Linked DNA regions of Mus musculus: all the other regions are linked to region 3. Evidence: chromatin contacts called from public HiChIP or PLAC-seq and promoter capture Hi-C data. All regions are on one chromosome and are shown on one strand. Each heading gives the region's core, a stretch centred on a gene start, on an enhancer-like site or on the middle of the called end of the contact. The rest is flanking DNA. Distances are from core to core; before and after follow the strand shown. Region 1 overlaps Etnk1 (ethanolamine kinase 1). Region 2 holds the start of St8sia1 (ST8 alpha-N-acetyl-neuraminide alpha-2,8-sialyltransferase 1). Region 3 overlaps C2cd5 (C2 calcium-dependent domain containing 5).

The links. Promoter capture Hi-C pulls out the DNA fragments that hold promoters and counts their contacts. HiChIP or PLAC-seq counts read pairs in DNA pulled down with a chosen protein or histone mark.
Region 1: a contact with region 3 is called in an H3K27ac HiChIP or PLAC-seq map of embryonic stem cells, with 7 read pairs. The contact joins two enhancer-like sites. A contact is called at or near these places in 3 of 15 datasets of contacts at CTCF or cohesin (CD8 T cells, the NIH/3T3 cell line and large pre-B cells), 12 of 484 Hi-C or Micro-C datasets (the C10 cell line, CD4 T cells, the HPC-7 cell line and 6 more), 13 of 115 datasets of contacts at active chromatin or transcription factors (the 230-238 cell line, CD8 T cells, Th17 cells and 6 more) and 4 of 9 other capture datasets (adipose tissue, embryonic stem cells, liver and 1 more).
Region 2: a contact with region 3 is called in a promoter capture Hi-C map of embryonic stem cells, with 3 times the contacts expected there. The contact joins the promoter of St8sia1 here to the enhancer-like site in region 3. A contact is called at or near these places in 5 of 39 promoter capture datasets (the 3T3-L1 cell line, embryonic stem cells, liver and 1 more), 1 of 115 datasets of contacts at active chromatin or transcription factors (embryonic stem cells) and 3 of 9 other capture datasets (adipose tissue, liver and pancreatic islet).

What each region holds. Positions count from the first base shown.
Region 1 is chr6:143,189,516-143,193,486 of GRCm38.p6, forward strand. All of the region lies in intron 4 of Etnk1 (ethanolamine kinase 1), which reads left to right. Among named protein-coding and RNA genes, the nearest start is that of Etnk1, 24 kb to the left of the region's middle. Within about 2 kb of position 1,811, at least 42 of the 459 cell types and tissues checked have an H3K27ac peak or open chromatin away from gene starts, as enhancers often do. A contact at or near this core is called in embryonic stem cells, where this site is marked.
Region 2 is chr6:142,963,125-142,966,799 of GRCm38.p6, forward strand. St8sia1 (ST8 alpha-N-acetyl-neuraminide alpha-2,8-sialyltransferase 1) reads right to left here and starts at 1,328. Exons shown (of 5, transcript NM_011374.2): 1 at 412-1,328. The coding sequence starts at 644.
Region 3 is chr6:143,066,544-143,070,002 of GRCm38.p6, forward strand. It overlaps C2cd5 (C2 calcium-dependent domain containing 5), which reads right to left. Exons shown (of 29, transcript NM_001362113.1): 9 at 513-598. Among named protein-coding and RNA genes, the nearest start is that of C2cd5, 32 kb to the right of the region's middle. Within about 2 kb of position 2,133, at least 39 of the 459 cell types and tissues checked have an H3K27ac peak or open chromatin away from gene starts, as enhancers often do. A contact at or near this core is called in embryonic stem cells, where this site is marked.

The DNA of each region.
Region 1 (3,971 bases), core at 561-3,060, 120 kb after region 3:
ACCCAAAGCAACAACAGAAGAATTAGCATAAGAATGCAGGCGTTCCTTAGCTGCTGCTGATCCATTCCTGACTGTATGAAGGGACAGCTGACCTCAAAGTGGGGTCAGTGCACAGTAATGAGCTAAAATTGTAAAAATAAAACAAAAAATAAAAACAAAAAATAAAGCAGCTGTTCTTCCTACAGAGGAAGGCAGCATTATGCAGTTGTCTGTCAGTCATTTGTTAATCTCACAAGGCTTAGAGTGAGGAACTCGGAGTGACTTGCAGTTCGTAGTATTCTATTTGGATATTAGCTAATTCTTCAGTTGGGGACATATCAGAAGCCATTGATGAAGTTTTCAAGATTGAGAGCTTGTCTCTACTTTTGTTAGAAGGTTCTTTGCTTTGACAATGACTTTAGTTAATTTGTTTCTTACCCTCATCCCAATTTCTTCATAAGAGCCCATGTATAAGTCTTACTATAACTTTAAATTTAAGGGATGTTAATCATTGTCCATTTTCTATTCAGTAAAACACAAGAAGTTGATTGGCATTTAGGCAAAACAAAAGTAGAAGAAAATGAAGGCCTTTTATTGGAATGGTTTTAGTTTTGTACACGGTAGGTAGGAAAGTCTGTACTACTGTCCTCTGATTGGCTCTAAACAAGATCCATTCTGCTCTTACTAACACAGAACTTATTGTTTTAGTGATGTAGAAGATCTTTCCCATGGGTTTATTTTAACATTTAATACAAATCTGACTTGCTAGGAGGTTTATAGAGATTTCTTAGCCCTTCCTGCTTGACCGACACAGATCAGCCTCAGTGGAGCTGTCCTTGTGGTACCAGATGTAGCTCAGTTGCTAACTGCTGACCTAGTACATACAGAGCCTCAGCCATCCTCAGCCATCCTCCTCCATCTTCAGCCAGCGTCGAGTAAGTGGGTGTGCCAGTACTGTAATCCCAGTACTTGGAAGGTAGAAACAAAGGACAGGAAATTCAGGGTCATTCTTGGGTAGGTTTTAGGCTCCTCCTCCCCCAGTCCCTATTAAAGAAATAACAGAAACAAACAGAATCTTGTCTTTGAAACGTTACTGATGAAACAAGCAGAAATAGGTACATAGTCATATAAACAGTTTGCTTATAAAAATCAATATATTCATACACATATATACCTTTGCTTGCCTGCTTGGAGTACCACCATATCTTTAAAATAAAAGCCATGTTTATAGAGTACTGAGTTTAAATATCTACAAATACAGATATAGACCTAACTCTTTCTAACCCTGTACCTGGTACCTAGAGTCTCTACGATTGACAAGTTTGTGCTGTATCCCACCTCACCTGCTCATTCATCAGTCTGTCTTCCTTTCTTACTTTATCTTCACTGAGTTGCAGACCTGCGTGGTTTCCATCCCCAAGTTCTTTACAGTGTAGTGTGTTTAGAGCTCAGCATGCACTGAAGTGTACTGTGCCAGGCTTAGCATAGCAAGCTGGGGGTGGTGATGTGGAGTAGCATTGCAGCCATTGGGAAACTGAAAGCGTGGGATATCTGTTGCCTGAGAAATTCAAGGTAACCTAGGCAACATAGTGGAAACCTGCCTTTAAAAACAAGTTTTAAGCATGCTACTTGTAGAATTTGACAGGTGTCTGCCCCTATAAGCTGAAGGCCCTTAAGTACAGAACAGTTCTACCATCCTGGAGAGAGCCTCGTGCTCTCGAGAAGAATACACTAATCCTGAATTGATTTACTCTAGACTACTGTGTGTGAGAGTAGAGCAGCCCAAGACAGTCAGCGTCCAGCAGGACTCTAGCCAGACGCAATGGTGCATGTCTGTAATCCTAGCTCGCAGGAGACTGAGGCATGGAAATTTTGTGAGTTAGAGACCTGTGCTGTCTATGTAGTGAGTGACAGGGCAGCCAGGGCTACAGAGCAAGACCCTGTTTTAAAACCCAACAAACAGTCCCCTGCATTCCTTAGTTATTAAGGAGCACTGACTGAGATTGCTGGATGTTTGTTTTCAGTGTTTATTTTTACTGCCTGACAGTGTCACAGTTTCTGGTGTACGGCGGTCCTTCCTCCTCCAGTATTCTCTTGTTCTTTCCCCATTCCTGCTGAGCCCTTTCTTCCCAGCATCCCTCTCTCCTCTTTCTGTGTGTGCCTGGGTGTGACCCACTGGTTTTCCTGAGTTGTTTGCATGAGCCTTTTCAGACGCATGCGCTAGGCCCACTGTATTTCAGTCATACCTGGGTGAGAATGTTAAATGCCGTGTTTCCCCTTTGTGGAAATGCTCTTGCAGCCCTTCCTCTCCTGCTACTGTGCTTGTGTTCTGTGTAGTAGAGCCTCCATTTCTCTCCTAGCATTTGACTACTTCCCATGTACCACGAGGGCTCTTGTGTCCCTCCCCAGGCTCAGCCTCACACAGCTGTTGCCAGTCCCTGCTCTTACAGTGAGAGTGATGTGTGCTGGCCTGGGCTGGAGGTGGGTATTTCCTCGCTCACATCCTCTTGCCAAGCTCTTACACAGAATTCCTGTGAACTTTCCTCACCGCTGTTTCTCCATGTCTAAGAGCTGGGCTGGAAAGGGTCCGACTCTCAAATAGGTGACTTTTCTTTTCATTTGTAATAAGATAAGGTCAAGACATGTGTCTTGTTATAATTATATAGCCTTGTTTAGTTCGTTTTTGGCTTTAACATGCTTTAATAAATGGAAGACTAGTTTTCTTGCATTGAGATTTGACCAGTTTAACTGGATTTTTCCTACAGTGGTGAGGGCTTCAAGCAGTAGTAAAAAAAATCAAAAATATTTTTGAAAATTCAAATTCATCCATTATTTGCTTTGTGTTGTGTGTCACTGGTGCAATTATTTAAAGATTATAAAAATCAATGCTAGCCTTTAAGCTGATCATTTTTTTTAAAGGTTAAGGATGCCCTGAGAATCTGGATGATCTAGAAGCCCCTCCTTGGGAAGTGAGTGTGCACATCAGATTCTAGGGTGTGTTTTCATTATCTGTTCACCTTTGAGACCTCAAGGAGAAATTCTTGTCTGAAGGAATTAGTTATTAAGAGTAATGGACATTATTAATACTGGGAAATATTAAAAAAAATTAAACTCACGGTGAAAAGAAACAACATGTTCTGTTGCTAGGAGAATATTTCCCAGTGCTGTAATTTGATTTTTCTGGCACCCTAAAGATCATAAGACCTCTTTAATTTTACATTGTTGCAGAATCTTAAATTTAAGGTTGAGTTCCACTTTGTAATGATTTGAAACAGAATAGTTAATGCAGATTTTAAACATTTCTTTCCTTTAAAGCTTTGTGTCTTGTACAATGTGAGTTTGCCAAATTCTCTTCATCTGCTACAGATTAGGTATGCCATTGCTGCTGCCATGTGGCGGCGCCCCGTGCTTCTTAAACGCACTGACTGGAGCTTTGTCGCCTCACTTGTTCACATGCACGGAGCCTGGTAACAGCCCCATCTGTATTTTGTTAGCTTCATTTTCTTATCTTTAGATTTCATTATAAACTCAACATAGCTTTTAAACGTAAAGGCCAGTGTTAATGAGTTAACGCTACTACAAAAGTCACTGCTAAAACTTTTCATGTTGAAACAGATTTTAACTTTTCTTAAAATGATTTATGTTTTAGTTAAGTTATGTGTATAAGCGGGACTGTTTCTACCTGCTATTTTAACTGTGTTTGCCAAATTCTAAATATACTTTTGAAAATGGAAGCTTTTATTTATGTTGCAAAAGTAAGCTTCGGGACTGGGCTGTGTATTTTTATTGGCACGTAACTATTAAAATGAGCTCTACGAGAAGCTGTGCTTAAACAGCCCAAGGCATCAGCCGCTGCTGTAAGTCACCTGTGAGCGCTCGGCTGCTTCAGTCACGCACATGGTAGATGTTGAACTCTGCTCTTTGAACGCTCGTGGAGGCATAGGTATGTTCTGGATCGTTGTATTTAGTTTTGCTTGTTGACAGTTTCCTAG
Region 2 (3,675 bases), core at 78-2,577, 100 kb before region 3:
ACTGGAGGTTTGCCCATCACTCCTGCATGGTTGATTTGTGTTACAAACTGCCCCGGAACGCTTCTTAACCTACTTCTAGCTTACTTCTCTTTAGCACCAAACATCTACGGAGGCTAAAAAATAAATTCTCTGAAAGTAACAGTCTCTAAGTTGTTCTGGGTCTCCCTTCCCACAGAGATGGGTCAATTGCAAATACAACACAGACTAGGGACAGACCAAAAAAATCCTTGATTTTGCAAAGGTACCTTGAAACGTCTCTTGGGATGAGGGATGGGACAGAGACCCTGACTTAAGTCTCTAGGTTGGGCACGGCACAGAGGGCACAGGACAGAGAAGCCTCACAAGCGACCCTGTCTTCTGCACACTAGCAGGAAGGGATGCTGGAGGGGAGCAACGGCCAGCAGTAGGTACCTGAAGAGACTGGCTGACGTCTGGTTCGTCCTCCAAGCCGTCCGCTGTGCCAGCACCCCTTGCACAATCTCCTTCTCGTTGGGCAGCCGGTAGACAGGGAAGATGTAGAGCCAACAGAGGACCACCACACAGAGGGCACTGGCTCCTACGGGTAGCCGGGTACGCGGGAATTTCCGAGCTAGCATGGCCATGGCCCCTCTGGACGTATGTAGGGCCCGCCCGCAGGGGCTCATCGCAGCCTCGATGTCCCAGGGTCAGTGTACCCTCAGCACAACGCTGGACAAAGTGGCAGTGAAGGATGCTCCAGTGGCCGGCCCCCCATGCACACACACCTTTGGCTTTCCAGCTCGCAAACGCACGGCTGGGGAACCCCCACGCCACGGCCCCAGAGGTCAGCTACAAGGATCTTCGCCAATGCAACTTTTACTGGGATGTCTTGCTAAAGGAAGTGGCCTCCGGGCAAATCACAAGCCTTAGTCTCTTTCCCTGCAGGCAGCGGGCGATGAAGGAGTCTAAGAGCAGTGGGGCCGGTGGCTCCCGCCCTTACTGCAGCATCACCGTCGCCCTCGGCTGGGGTCCTGGAAGAGGCGCGGCTGGCTCCCGGACGTCTGATGGGTTGTGTCCCTTCCAGAAAGAGATGCTCCTGCGCCCTGCACCGCCCTTTCCCCGCCTCCTGCGCCGCCGCGGTGCCCGGCACCCCCCAGATGCGCTCTCCGCGCCACACCAAGTCCTTGGAAATTTCCACGATGGCCCGGGACCGCTACCCCACCCCCGGCGCCTCGGCCGCGCCCGCCAGGACCCTCACTCCGCGCCCCTCACGGGCAAACCTAGAACTCTCTCTCATCAGTTCATTCAGCGGTGCGCCGCAGCCTTCTGCTGCGCCCTGGACTCCGCAGACACGCGCCCCGGGATTGGTGGAAATCAAGGTCTCCCCCGCCCTCCCCCACCCGCGAAATTGCCTCCCGTGACCTGCTTGGGGCCGCGACGCTAGCCCAGGGTGCAGGCCCCTCGCCGCTGCCCTTGTTCTCTGCAGAGGGAGGCAGACAATAAGAGCAGCAGCCCCTCTGGTGCGTGCATGCACACGCGCATATGTCTATCCCGGAGTATGCACAGATTGGGGACCCGCACACCTTGTGCCCAGGCTGCTGTCTCCCTCTCCTTTCTGCAATTGATTGGTTATAACTGAGCAGTGAGGAGGCTGGCGAATATTTATTCCTTCCTCGGCTCCCTTAATCAGATCAGCCCGTGCTGAGCTACGATTCCATGCACGCACTTGCGTGCACGCGCGGGCGCGAGCTCACACGCTCAGGCACGCACATACACGTCCGCGCGCGCGAACACACACACACACATACACACACACACACACACACACACACACACACACACACTGCTGCTACTGGGCACAAGGGGAGATGCATGCACACTGGGATCCACCACCTTGCCTCCACCCTTCCGAGAACAGAGGGGCATCCTCATATGCTTGTGGCTGGTGTTCTCCCGCAGACCTTGGAGGAGATAACGCCTCTGTAGACTAAAAAGCTGTTTATTCTTAAAAGGCTGCAAAGGCAAGCTTATCACAACCACGACCTTGGAAACGTGCAACCCGCCTGGACCCGCCTAGAGGAGAGACTCACAGTAAGCCATTTCTGCTCGCCCTAGCAGAAGTCGGAAAAGGCTCGGGTACCTCCTAGCGGCAGTCTCTTCTATTTGCTTAAGCATCCTGTGCAAGGACAAAGAAGAAAGTCTGCAGCCTCCAAAACCAGCTAGCTTAGTCGTCACAGGACTGAAATCTCAGGCCACAGTTCCATTTGTTCAGCCAAGAGCAGCACTCCAGACGGCCCACAGTGACTAGTTTGTGCCCTGCAGTCTTTTTTAGCACCTTCAGTAGGGAGAGGTGAAACTTGAGACTTTGGTGCCAACCAACCTCTACCAGCATTGCAATGCTTTTCTTAGGAAGACTGCTCAATGCTCCCCAGTGGAACCAAATACCGTTAGTTAAAATAAAGACTGCCCTTGCCGCTGATAGAAGCAAATAAAGACTGCTCTTACCGCCGGGCGTGGTGGCGCACGCCTTTAATCCCAGCACTTGGGAGGCAGAGGCAGGCGGATCTCTGAGTTCGAGGCCAGCCTGGTCTACAAAGTGAGTTCCAGGACAGCCAGGGCTACACAGAGAAACCCTGTCTCGAAAAACCAAAAAAAAAAAAAAAAAAAAAAGACTGCTCTTGCCGCTGTTAGAAGCTTGCTGCTCTTTTAGAGGACCTGTATTCAGTTCCTAGCACTCACTGCGGGCAGGCAGCTCACAATTACATATCTGACTGGGGAGGGGGAGGGGAGGTCTTCTGAAGGCACCTGCACATACATATACAAACCTCCACACCATTACAGGCACATAATTTTAAAATATAATAAATGTTAAAATAAAATGAAGATCCCTCTCACCCCAAACTTCCTCTGTTCTAGGAAGGCAAGATGGGGACATTTGCCATCTTTGAGGGCTGTAGACACATCATCAATCACTTTTCCTCCCTATAACTTAAACAAAGCACAAATGATCCCAATTTCTCTTCCTCCAGGTCTCCATATAGCTGAATTTACAGTAAACGAAATAAACCTACAAGCAAAAGATCATACAGGGATCATGAGGACCCATGAAAACCTTTCCCATTTAGTACTGCATTACAATGTAACACACTGTAGTACTGCGCTACAATGTAAACACTCTGGCCCCTTCTTTCCCAACCCCTGGGCAACCTTTATCTGATGTTACCCTCTGGTTCTCAGGAGCATTAACAATGGCTACAATGTTATTTTCCTCACCTTTCCAGGTCTTCATGGTGTCATGTCTGTCAGCATATAGTAGCCACAGTCTTAAATATGTTTTTCCTCCCTTCCTACATACAAATCTACTGACTCATTCAAGGATAAGTGGCCATTAAATTCTCCCTGGATAACATGGTAGTCCCAGACCACCTAAAACACTAGCTTCCGTGCCAGCAAGACATTTCAATGGGTCAAAGCACTTGCCACCCAAGCTTGGAGACTGGAGTTCTGTCCCCAGAACACGTCATAGAAAGAGAGAGTTGAGTGCTGAAATGTGTCCTCTGACCCTCACATCTATGCCATGACAGGCTCACTCATACTCATTACACACACATACAATAATAGCAATGGCAATTAATAACAACAATAATAATAATAAATAACAATAATAAAATGATGATGATGCTGTCTTTGTAGTGTATTGCTCAGGGGTCTGTAGTT
Region 3 (3,459 bases), core at 883-3,382:
CTAGACAGTCACGCTTAACTTTAATCTACTAAGAACAGAATCTGTGTCTGGTATCTAATAAACAGGCCAGTGACAAAAAGTAACGTCAAGAGGTAAGTGTCAGCATATTATAGCGCCGATTTAAGAGAGCATTACTGAGATGGTTTTCTGCAAAAAGACTAATCATTTTCTTCTCTATATTGTACCTTTAATGAGAACTAGAAATGATTTCAGTATTCAATGGATATTTTCAGAAGAAATATTTTAAATCAAAGACTGGAAAAATTAAAATTCAATTTAAGTATTTTAAATTAAAAAGCTCCACAAAACAGAAAAGTTAAGAAATTTTCCTAAGTAAAAAAGTAAATATTGGTGAAAAAATTACTCTGATATCTTAAATACATTTGAACTTTAAAAGTACAACATTATAGATAATGATCAAAAACCCTTTTCAGAACCTTTTAAGCAGCCAGGAAGGAGCGCAGGCGTACAAAACCACAGAGACAGAGAAGGAATAGAAAGTGTTCTCTTACCCGCTGTTCCAACGCCGACTGCGTCTGTTGCCGTAAAAGGGCTTTAAAGGGCCCCCCTTCTTTTCCAGCACTCCCACTGCCCATTCCTACAGGACAGCAGCACGTAAGGAACAAGCACATAAGTAGACACCGGCAAGCTCAAGTGCACTCATCTTCACAGACAGTGTCAAATACAGAAACTCAGCCACATGTTTAACCTATTTTGCTATGGTAAGTAGCACATGCATTTTACTCTACTATATTAAAACTTTCTTTAAAGTAAGATATCAAAGTTATGGTCACAGCTAGTTTTACAATCAATTTATTCTAATAAAAATATTAAAATAAGGCAACAATTCTTTGATAATATTCAATATTTATAAGTTGATAATTTTAATAAAATAACCAAAAGAATAACTGACTATGCTAACAACTTAAACACATCAAAATATCTGGTAAAATATGGGAAGAAACACACTAACTGCTCAGGTCAAAACTACAGGAAGCTAACGGGCCAATCAGCCTTCAGAATGAAGCTTATTCTCTGCTCATGCTCTCCTCTGAACATGGGATGTGCTCATTAACAAAAATCAACACACATGTGTAAGCACATCACAAATGTACATAGTCATGGATGAAAGAATTCTATTTCCTCACCCTTAGATGTATTTTAAGGCTAATATTACATTTTCCCTAGCATTTGTTGTCGTCATTGTTTTGATAGTAACACAAGGACAAGTATGGCCCACGATCTATGGAGATGGGATGGCTCACACTGGCTCTCAAAGCTAAAGATGCATCCGGTCAAGTTCACTGCAGTGCCTTAGGGAGGAGTTAATCCATGTTTACATTTTTAGCTGTTCTTGGATAAGGAAACAAGGGTTAGCATGTGTGTAGTCCCATTCTGATCTCTGAAAACAAAAGTTTTTCTTACAGTAATCTTAAGGTTTTTAGAGACTACACAATGCTAACTGGAAACAAAACTAAGATCTTTATATGAAGCATATTTAAAATCACAAAATAAAAGGTAAGTTTGCAGTGATAAATAAAGTACCAGAAAACATAGCAGAATAACTTGATTAATGGAATGGAAAGAAAACAAGTGTATAATAAAAGAATAGCACCAAAATGAGACTTAAACTGGTTCAAACAGAATAATTTTCTCATGTAGCCTTCTGGTTTAGCAACAGGATGGCACAGGTCGGATGTGGATGGAGCAGGTATGGAGAGAGGGGAACAGAGCATCTACAAGGACACTGAGTGAGACCTCGGTCCTGAGAGTGACAGCAAACATCCACAGCCACATCCTGACACATAATCTTTGTTAAACAGAAAACTCAGTGACTACTGATAATAGCCATCAAGTAAGCGTCAGTGACATATGTGTGGTTCTGATTAACTGTCAGTGAAATCACTCACACACATAAAGCACACAGTCATTCTCTATGGCATAAAATAACATGTTTTCAGAGATGATTTAAAACAAAGGGATTATTTAAAAAAAAGCTGACATAATGTGATCCTACCAGAAGCAGCCAGGAACAGCTCTTCACTGAAAGAAACACTTTTCCTCAGAACGGGGCTGACAAGGCTAGAGTGATGAGGGGTAAGGCTAGATTCCGAGAGGAGGCGGGACTTAAGGTGAAAGGAACCACAAGAGAGGGGGGTGGAGCTGGGACACAGGTAGATCCCCGGCCCCTGTGGGTAAGGTGCTGTGGAGGAAAGTAGCAAAGATGTAGGTTCAGAAGATGATCAGAAATGCAGGAGAAGGAACGCAGTGAGAGCAAACATAACAATCAAATGGATTCAAATGCAGACAAACCCACACTGAGTGAGCCAGAGCTCAGGTACCCACCCACCCGCCAGAGCCCTAGCCAACATGCAAACCAAGGACACCTTCAAAATGAACAAAGCCCTTCAAACTCTGCAAGCACTGAAAAACTTTAAATCATTAGCAAGACTTTATGCATTCCATCACTTTTGACTGACTTCTTCAAATACTTAAATTGCCCACCAATTGATTTTGGTTGGTTGGCTGGCTGACTGTATTTAAGAACTTGTATGGCTGAAAACCACCACTCTCCGTATGGTAAGAAACTTGTGGCTTCAATCCAAAACACTGATTTAAAGTAGTAAATTTTGGTACCTTAAAATGTTACTAGCTATGATACTGCATATATTTGTGCTAATGGGATACTCATTTAAAAAATAATCATAGAGTAATGTATTATGAATTCCAAGCTAGGTTTTTACTCTCCAGTTTTGATGTATACATTAATCCTTTCATCTTACCTCTAAAATGTCTCATACTTTAATGTGATCATATCACTATTTACAGATATTTGCACATAAAGGTCAAATACCCTGTGTATTGTAAGAAATATATACAGCCACCCTGCCTAAGAAAGTAAAATCTACCCAAATCAAGTGTGTAAATCTCTGCTATATACCTATTACAGCATTCAAAAATTCCACTCCTATTAGTTGAGAAATTGGGGAAAACATTTTTAAAATCTCATTTTTTAAAATGTTATAAATTAGATTCTAATAAAGTAAAAAAAAATTAAGAAAACTAACCCAAAAAATGCATTATAAACAGAAAAATAACTTTCTCAGACCACCCTTTATTCTGCTCTATTTCTGACGTCTCGGTTTATAAATAGTAAGTCAATCATAATCGACTTGTACTGCTTCTCAGAAGCCGGACAGAGACAGGAAAGGATGCTCACTGAGTCTCAGCTTACGAGGTAACAAAACTGAGAGGTGGCAAGCCCCTCCAGACCGCGCAAAGGTGGCGAGGGTCTCAACAAGCTACTAAGGTGGGAAAACAAAACAAAACAATCAGAGTCAGCTTACAGGTATATAAATGAGGTTTTAAGAACCAGTACTACAGAAGTCCTTGCTAGCACATCTGATGCCAGTCAGAAAGCTTCCATTGCTGATGCCTGTACAATCTTTAGGTTTGTCC